2 separate regions of the Drosophila melanogaster genome follow, and region 2 is linked to region 1. Evidence: chromatin contacts called from public Hi-C data. All regions are on one chromosome and are shown on one strand. The core of a region is the stretch at or near the end of the contact, and the rest is flanking DNA. Distances in the headings are between cores, read along the strand shown.

Region 1 (4,677 bases), core at 1,351-3,850:
CTGTTGTTTTGGAGCAGTTGCTTTAGAAGTGCATTATCCTCCGCTGCCGAGCGTTGGTTGTTCATAGGTGTGGCGTTCACTGTAGGATTGGGTGTGCTGGGATTCGAGGCAGTTGAGGTAGATGTGGCCATTTGAATTTGATTGGCGGACTGATTTTGAACCTGGTTAATAGCCGTCATTGTGGCATTGGCGTTCAAACGCTTCTCCGGCGTGCCGATCTCCTCAGCCCGCTCCTCACTGGTCGGAGTACCAGTGCTATCCTTCACAACCGCCTCCTGTTTGACCAGTAGCTTTGCTTTAGATTCGCTGCCAACTTCTTCCAGCTTGACTACGTCCGGAGCCAGACTAACGCTGAGTTTGGTGGGCGTATTGGCGGTCGTTAGTTTCAGCTGCATTGAAGCTCCCGAGGTAGCTGATCCGGAGTTTGCAGAAGATCCCGCCTTGTCTGCACTAGAATCCTGAATCAAAGCATGATGCATCTGCAGCGCCGCCTGACTGGACAACGTGGTTGTAGTTATCATCTTCGGTTTTTGCTGGGCCATGGTCGTCTTGGACAGCACCAGGGATATGTTCTTGTTCTGAATGGAGATTATTGGCCGCGTGCCCATCATCGGACTGTTTATGCAGATGGTCCCCGCCGAAACGGAAACGGTGGAGGTGGTGGCCAGATCTGAGGCATTCCCCGAAGCCATGGTAAACGTCACGGGTGTGCCTGCTCCACTGCCTACCGCGGAGATTGATTGGCTTTGAGCAGCCTGTGAGTGCTGCTGCTGCTTAAAGATGTTAAAGCTGGGTGGACAATTGAGTGTATTCTTGTCGAGCGGCTTAATCACCACGCTGTTGATGTTGGTGAACTCCTCCGGGCCTCCAGTCGATTCCTGGGACTTGCTCTTGTTGAGAATTTTTTGAAGGTTCTCCGAGTAGGCTGTAATCTTTCGAGGCGCTGGCGCATCGTCTTCCGAATGGGCCGCAGGTCCCACAGTTGCGGAATCCTGAACCATTGCGTACGTTTGGCTGGGGTTGGTGGTGGTGATAGTCACTATGCTGCCTGTGGGCGGAGCCAGGCCTCCACCACTGGTCACCTGCAGCTGCTGAAGCTGCTGCTGCTGTTGGATCTGTTGTTGGTGCTGCTGAAGTTGCAGCATCTTTTTGCTCACCACCTTGGTGGCCACAATTTTGGTGTTCGCCGGCTTGATCTGTAGCCCCGAAAACGAGACAATGGTGCCGCTATTTTTTGGCCCGCGTTTGATAAGTTTGGTAAAGTTGTGATGTGCATGAGAATGGACGTGCGGGTGGACCTGCTGACCACCGCTTTGCTGCGCAGCACTCATTACGGTAGTCACCTGACCGCCCGGCTGCAGCAGTTGCTTGCTCTCTACAATCGTGGCTCCTCCGGCTGTGGCCGCTCCACTAGCGCTCATCAGCGGCTTGAGCAGCGGCACCGATATAGTCTTGTTGCCAATCGACACTTTCGCCGTGGTCTGCGTTACTTCCGACAGCTTCTTGGCGTTAACCATCAGCTGGGTTTTCATCTTGGGGTGAAGATTCACCCGGTTTAACAATGTTGTAGTGGGCGTTTGGCTACCAGTGGCCGTGGTATTGAAGATGTTGTAGTTCGTGTGACCGGATTTCTGTGTGAGGATTGTAGTGGTGCCGGCTCCACTGACTCCTGCCGTTCCGTTGTTAGCGTTTAAAATAATGGTGGAGGTAGTAGCTCCAATAGGCGTTCCTGCTGGTGTTCCCGTTCCGGTGGAGTTACCCACAGATGTAGAGCTATCCGCGCCGCTGGCTGGCATCAGTACGTAGTCGAGGTCCTCAGATTTGCCGGAGTTTTCAGCATGATCCTGCCCCGAGCCACTGGGCTCGATGGAAATGACGGACGCGGTTGACGATGATGACGAGGCCGACGATGAGGCACCCTCCTTTTTGGTAAAGCTGGTAAAGGCTGTGTTTCGGTGTAGCAAAGGGTTAGATTGACTGTTCCTTGGAGTGCTGATTCTGTACTCACTCTGCTTGTCAGCGTCCTCCGCCTTGATGGCACCCATCTCAGTGCCGGAGCCGAAGTTGCACACTATGATCTGCTGATCGCGGGCGTCCCAGACGCCGTCCGCCGTCTCGACATCCTGCGGCTCCGACGCAGCTTTTACCTGCGCCTTAGCCTGCTGTCCACTCCGCTGGTAGAGGAGCTGCTGCGGCGCGGTGCTCGACGCTTTGGCGGGCAAACTGGGCGCTGCCGTTCCAGTTCCGAGAAGCAGCTCCGTCTTGGCCTTCTTGCGCGTGGGATCCTCCGCCGGAGTGGCGGTGTCGTCGCCGCTGCGCTTCTGCAGGCTGACCGCATTGAAGGCAGCGGCGGCCACGGATGCTACTCTTTCGGGTTTCGCCTTTTCGGCGGCACCAAGCGATGTTGTCACCTTCGGTATATTCATAACAAACACACAAGTGGAAACGCGGAACGCCGGATGCGATGCGCTGCGTTTCGTGGGACGGGAAGGGCGGCGGTCTAGCTAGCTAGGGCTCGCGCGGCCTGCTTTTTTTTTTACCGAGCGAAAACATGCACGATTAGTCAAAAAAATTTTATTTTCGTGTATGCAGAGCAGTGTTACCAGATGGTAAAACGACCATTACCCTGAAACGTTCTTACCCATCCCTGGTTTTCCACTCAGAAACCCACCACTTTTCCCATCCCATTTCAACATATCGCCATGGCGGTTGCAATCGAATAACGTTTGTACAGCAATCATTTTTCGTTAACTTCAGAAGTTTTTAATACATAACATAATTATTGTGTTCCACGTGCAATATGGCACATTTTCAACTGCAAGAATAAACCATAGTCTGGACAGGGCCGTCAGCTCACTCGACCAATCGGTGGTCTATCGATATATGTTTTTAGCACCACATTTATTAGCTCGATCTGGCAACGGTGGCCGTTGATGCAACACATCTTTGCACAATACAATTTTATAAATAAGTAATATATTTTGACATAAACTCACCATGCTCTCATTAAAGTTAGTCTCCCAGCTCTTTAAGCAAAGCCTTGCGTGTAAGTTGCAGTGGCGCTTCCTGCCTAGCCACATCCAATCCGATAACAGTTTGCAACAAACCACTTAAACTTTTCTTTGCAGCGGGCAACATGGCAATTGTCAACACAGCCGGTCTTAAGTATTTCGCTCCGCCTATTAAATACCAGAGTAAGTAGTTGCATTTAAATGTGCACAATGAATTTAGAGCAATAAATGAATGAATGTGGGAACCCCCAGATGTGGAGCAGCCGGAGAGACCCAAGCTGAGGGTCATTGAGCGCCAGCCCCAGCTGCCGCCAAACATCCGTCCGCCAAAGATGCAGAAGCGCCTGCGATACATGCGCGGTCCGGAGATGGTGCACAACACGCTGCTCCATAAGCAGTACGCAATCGTGGCCACTGGCGGAGGGCGCCTGCGCTGGGGCCACTACGAAATGATGCGTTTGACCATCGGACGCAAGATGAACGTCAACACTATGTTCGCCACATGGCGCGTTCCCGCACCCTGGCAGCCGATCACTAAGAAGGGCCAGGGCCAACGGATGGGCGGCGGAAAGGGAGCCATCGACCACTACGTGACCCCCATCAAGGCCGGTCGCGTCATTGTCGAGATAGCCGGCAAGTGCGAGTTCGTTGAGGTCAAGCAGTTCCTGCAGCAGGTGGCCAACCAGCTGCCCTTCCAGGCCACCGTCGTTTCCCAGGAGATGCTCGACGAACAGCGCGTCGCCGAGGAGGAACAGACCCGCCAGAATGAGAACCCCTTTACCATGAAGTACGTGATCCAGAACAACCTCAGCGGCTGCCACCGTTGGCTCTCGCCCGTGGACCACAAGTGGTTCGGCAAGCACCTGTAGATGTATAGCTTCAATTAATAAAGCCATCCTTCGTTAATCTGTTACGAAACTGTTTCAAGTACTTTTGAAAACTGGAAATATCTTAAAGTAGGTTCGAACTTCGAACTTAGGGCTCGTTGTTCCAAGCCGTGACTCTGCGGCACCCAATTGTGGAGCAAATAAGAAAAACGCCATATGAAGGGAAATGTACGAGTTCTATTGCAAACATTTGTTTAATTTTCCATTTCGTTTACGTGGGTAATATGTAATGCATCATATAATATGTTTTTCTTGCCGTTTCGTTCGCATTATAATAAATGTATAATATTATGCATGTATGCGTGTGTGTATGCTTTGTCGCGGGGTATGGTGTGTGAGCAAATAGCCTTCTCCCACGGACTTCAGTTCTGGAAGCAGAACTTTGACCTGCCGCAGCTCCTCGTATTTGTCAAGTAAAATCCACACCTTCGTTGATCTAGTCAAGTTTCGGTGATCGCGATTCCGGGATCCGGGATGGAATCAAAGCCGGTGGAAGAGGGCTATTGTGCAGGGATGGGAATTCGTGTGTTTTATGTTATGGGGTCGAATGGATACTCGACCCTTACCCTTAGCTCGGCTTGTCTAACAATCGGTATCGTACCAGGCAGCCAGGTTGTTGTTGTCATTGGGTGGCGTCGGCATGGCGTCCAAGTCAAAGTTCAATGCACCGGCATCAATCTCGCCAACGTCCATGTCCATGGAATAGGGCGAAGTTGGTGCGCCGCTAGGCGGAATGGCGCCGATGTTACCACCGCCGCCGCTAGCTCCGCCTACAGCTC
Region 2 (4,140 bases), core at 1,350-3,849, 120 kb after region 1:
GGGCCAATTTCCACCTTGAATTTCTTCCCCAAAATGCCACTAAACAACTCATTTCAAACATAAAACAGTTAGGACCCGTCGAGTACGATCGAATGGGAACGGAAAATAGCTGGTTGAAATGCGCTAATGGGGCGAAAAAAGCGTCAGAAAATACAAAACCAATATGGCGGCCATTCGACACGAAAACGAATGACGCTGCAATGACGAAAAGAGGAGACCGATGAAGAGCGTGGCAACGGCGAAGAGCGCAAAATGAGTGCGCCGGTGTGCGTGTGTGAGAGGCCATCGTAAAAGCCTTGTTTGCGTGCGGAATTTAACTGTTTTCTCGCCGTCTGCGAATTGCGGGGCACTCACACACGCATATTCAGCCGCACATCTGGGAAAATGGGGAAAATCGTGGCAAGACGACAACAAATACGGGGCTTCTAAAAACTCTGCCAATTCGCCGCGATCTTTTTCTTTCTCTGTCGCTCTCTGCCGCTCTCTAATTCACGTGGGTTTTCATGTTCATATGTGTGTGTATGCTGTGTGTGTGCTTCTCATTTTACTGTAGTCCGCAGCTACGTTCTTTTTGTTGAGCTTCGGGGCTGCCGGAAGTTTTCTTTTTATCCACCTATCGCCGATTGCTCTTTGCTCACTTCGCCTATCGCTGCTTCTTCTTTGCTGCGTGGCGTTTTCGTTTTGTCGGCCATTACGTTTTCCAATTGCCTTTGGCGCAGCCACACACAACACAAAACACACAAAGCGTGTGTGTGCGGCTGCCAATGTAGATGTACATGTTGATGTGCGCCCGCAAAGAAAAATCGTTTTCTAGGTGGAATTATTCAAGTGGGCGTCGTGCGAAAGTATTTCCGTGGCGAAAACTAGTTTAAGAATCGCGAGATTCACCCAATCTTAGTCAGGATCAAAGGAGAAAGGTAAGAAAGACGCCAGGGCGGGCAAGCAACTAGGATAATCGATCGCAATGGCCTTGGTTACTAGTTGGTGATGTCAGTGGCGACGGAAATGGAAGTCCTGGCCACGCACTTGACCCAGTTCGGGAAAATCGCTTTTCTAGTCCCTCCAGAAGCGGCCGAATGGAAAGCGGGCGGAAGAACCATGCATAAAGCTATTGATTTTCCCTCATTTCCCAAGCAATTAAGGCCTTTGCCTTTAACCCAGTTACACGTACATATATCCATATGTACATAAGAACATACAAATGTCGGCATCTACATAATCGCAATGGTCCTTGGGCGGGTGCGAAAGTGGATAAACGGGAGAACCCTTGAGAGCGGGTGGGAGTTGGGCTAAGGACGTCGCCTGACACTTGCAGGATTCAGATTCAGATCTAGCCGCCTGCCGCCCTCCCTTTCGGGAAATGGAAGCTTGTGAAACGTGCAACAACCTACGCCACAGCATCACAAGTTGAGGAAAACCAGGGAAAATCCGCAGGAAAACCGAAAAGGAGTAGGGCAAGTCTGGCGCTCGGTGGTGGCGCTCGCTTCTTCCCAATTACCACCCCCGAATCAACGACATGTTATTTTGCCGAGTCCTTTTTTTGCTTTTTACCGACGCAGAAAAAAAGACGCATCAGCAGCACCAACAACAACAGCCGACGTCGCGGCGAAAAGAGCGAACAAACATTTGCCAAAAACAACACGTACACCGGACGAAAACGCACGTCGACCTGTTCACTTCCCTACAAAAACAGAGTTGCGAAACATCCCAAGTGGTAACGTCAATCCTTTTGTTGCAATGAGTGCAAAACAATTTTTAAAACAATTGTATTTATTGACTATTTTACTTATTTTTATTATTATTTTTTAAGTGCATTGTCAGTTGGAATTTCAATGTTCCCATTATTTATAGAAGTTGACCCAGCAAATGTTTCAATTTACGCGCGATTATGCTTTTTAATATGACTGACATAAATCAAATCTGTATAAATGCAAGATATGAAAATTATTAATTTCAAAAGCATTCCCAAGGGAAAAGTAAAAAATTAAAAGTTTAATTAGTCAGGACAAAGCTATCCGAATGCAACTTCTTTGAACTCATGATGGCGACGAGGAATACATCCTGGCGACGGCAGGACAGGCAGCCCTCCCCGCCGCCCACAAGCAGGGTTGCATGCACGCCAAGCCAAATCCGAAAGCAAATCGGGGCCGATAGTGCATAATATCGTGCGGCGAAGAGCGAGACGAAGAGTCGTGGCGAGTTGTGGCGAATTGAGGTTTTGCGCCGTCGGGCCGAGCGTCGCTCTTTTGCTCTTCATCTTGGCTCGTTATTTCGCTTCGCACCGTGTTTGCGTTCACAACTCTTGTTCGGGTTCTGCATTTTATTTTATTATTATTTTTTTTTGTTTGTTGCTATTCGGTGAGTACCTGCGGAAAAGTAAGGCAAGGCGATGAATGAAAGGAACAAAAAGGAAAAGAAAACGAAATGAAAAGCCATGCAAAGGGTTTTCCTCGTCAACTCGCTTGTTTGTGTTTTGTGTGCAAAGTGCCTGGTGAAAAGATGTACTCGCCGTACTGCCAAATGAGAAAACGGCAGGCGTTCGTTTATTAATGCTCGCGTTCGTATTTTTGCGAAAACCTGGTGAAAAAGAAATTTTCTGTGCTCGCTACTGCCTGTGAGTGTGTGTGAGTGAGTGTGCGTGTGCCTGTGCGCTGCTCGTGTCTGTGTGCGCTCGCTTTGGGTGTGCATGTACGTCACTGCCACCCATTTTTGTGTGCTGTTCTGGTTCTTCGTCCCGTCTCGTGTCGCCTCGCTGTTCCCTCCTAGCCGTCCCTTGCGGTTTTTGCTGCAACTCTGCGGAAACTCTCCACGAATTCCCCCCTTGCCTAGCGCACGAAGAGGATGGCAGCTCTGCCAATTCTTTGGTAACTTTTCCGCCTAGTGAAAACTGCTGCCAGTTTCCGTTCGCTTCAGGTACTCCGCTTCTTCCGTTCCGTCCAACTGACTGTCTGCCCGTGTTTACAATCGCGGCGTTTTTGCACACTGTGCCGTGCGTCTGTGTGAGTTCTACTTGGTGGTATATCTGTGTACATGTACACACATCGATACGACAGCGGAGTCTTCATTTTGTTATTGCCATTCTCTTTCACTTCCTTTTCGCCTGCTTTGTTGCTGTCGTCGCTGTGACAGTTATGCTAGTTGTTAGTGTGCGTGTCGTGTCCGTGTGAGTTTTCCGCGTTTCTTCGCCGGTGCGAACTGCAATCTGAAATCTCGCACTCGCGCTAAAATGGCGCATGTCAGAATCGAAATTAAAATCATAAGCCAAAAGCTACTCTGATCGTCAGGCCACGAAGAAGCGGAGAAAGAAGATGAAGAAGGAGGACCAGCAAGCGGCAACAGCAGAAGCAGGATACCTAACCAATTTGAGGATTATTCAACATCTCATCGACTCTTCAGCTTCTCTTCTCAGCCTTGCCCAGTTGCTGCTTCTTCCGACTCTGCTCTTCTCTCCTCTACACGCCACTCGTCTCCTCTGCTCTTTTCTCGTTTTGCTTTCCTCGCATTCTCGCAGCTCCCAGCTGCTGCCAAAACTTGTTTTCAGCAGCGATAGAAAAGAGGGGCAATGGAGCTGGACAGTGGCTGGCAAGGAGAAGAGGGGGTTTCTGGAAACCGCAAAAGCATGTTTAATGTTCTAGTCGCGTTACTGGACTCCGAATCGGAATCGAGTGAACGGATCGGATCGGATTGTCCTGGGGATTGAATGAGCTAAAAGGGGCTAAGAGAGCGGCTTACTTTCGGCCAGGTGAAAGCCAGGGCCATAAAACTAAGTTTACCACATTACCGCTTAGGATTTCGCTTCGGCTCAGATTAGCTGTTATACTGAAGTTTGGAGATTAAAGTCCTTTGATAATATTCTTTTAGTTGGATTGAATCGACTTAATAGTTGATTAGTTTGGAGAAAACACAACAATGTTGAGTTACAACTAAAAATTTGATTTATCTAAGTGAGCATATACATTATGACTTAGCAATCCAAAGGCTTATCAAAGTTTTCAATGCTTATCAGGGATTTTACAGGTGGGATGGGATTTCCATTCACTTAACAAGTTTGAATTTAGAAGATAACGAAAATATTTTGGTCTTCCAGAACGATTTTATAAGAGCATTATAATTAAAGTTGAAAGGATGCAAAAGAAACCC

The links. A called contact is a pair of places that touch in the nucleus more often than the background predicts.
Region 2: a Hi-C map of the Kc167 cell line shows a contact between it and region 1, with 1.6 times the contacts expected there. The contact joins the promoter of east here to the promoter of trr in region 1. A contact is called at or near these places in 7 of 107 Hi-C or Micro-C datasets (the D17-c3 cell line, the Kc167 cell line, the S2 cell line and 4 more).

Annotation. Positions count from the first base shown.
Region 1 is chrX:1,887,350-1,892,026 of dm6, forward strand. It overlaps trr (trithorax-related), which reads right to left and starts at 2,601. Exons shown (of 6, transcript NM_166911.4): 1 at 1-2,601. The coding sequence starts at 2,426. It overlaps mRpL16 (mitochondrial ribosomal protein L16), which reads left to right and starts at 2,907. Exons shown (of 3, transcript NM_001272219.1): 1 at 2,907-3,046; 2 at 3,129-3,194; 3 at 3,264-4,133. The coding sequence starts at 2,998. The coding sequence ends at 3,880. arm (armadillo) reads right to left here. Exons shown (of 7, transcript NM_057317.4): 7 at 4,052-4,677. The coding sequence ends at 4,481.
Region 2 is chrX:2,010,044-2,014,183 of dm6, forward strand. east (enhanced adult sensory threshold) reads left to right here and starts at 2,600. Exons shown (of 8, transcript NM_001258556.2): 1 at 2,600-2,614. It overlaps lncRNA:CR45478 (long non-coding RNA:CR45478), which reads left to right. Exons shown (of 1, transcript NR_123772.1): 1 at 1-244. It overlaps mir-2496 (mir-2496 stem loop), which reads left to right and starts at 257; the gene lies at 257-374.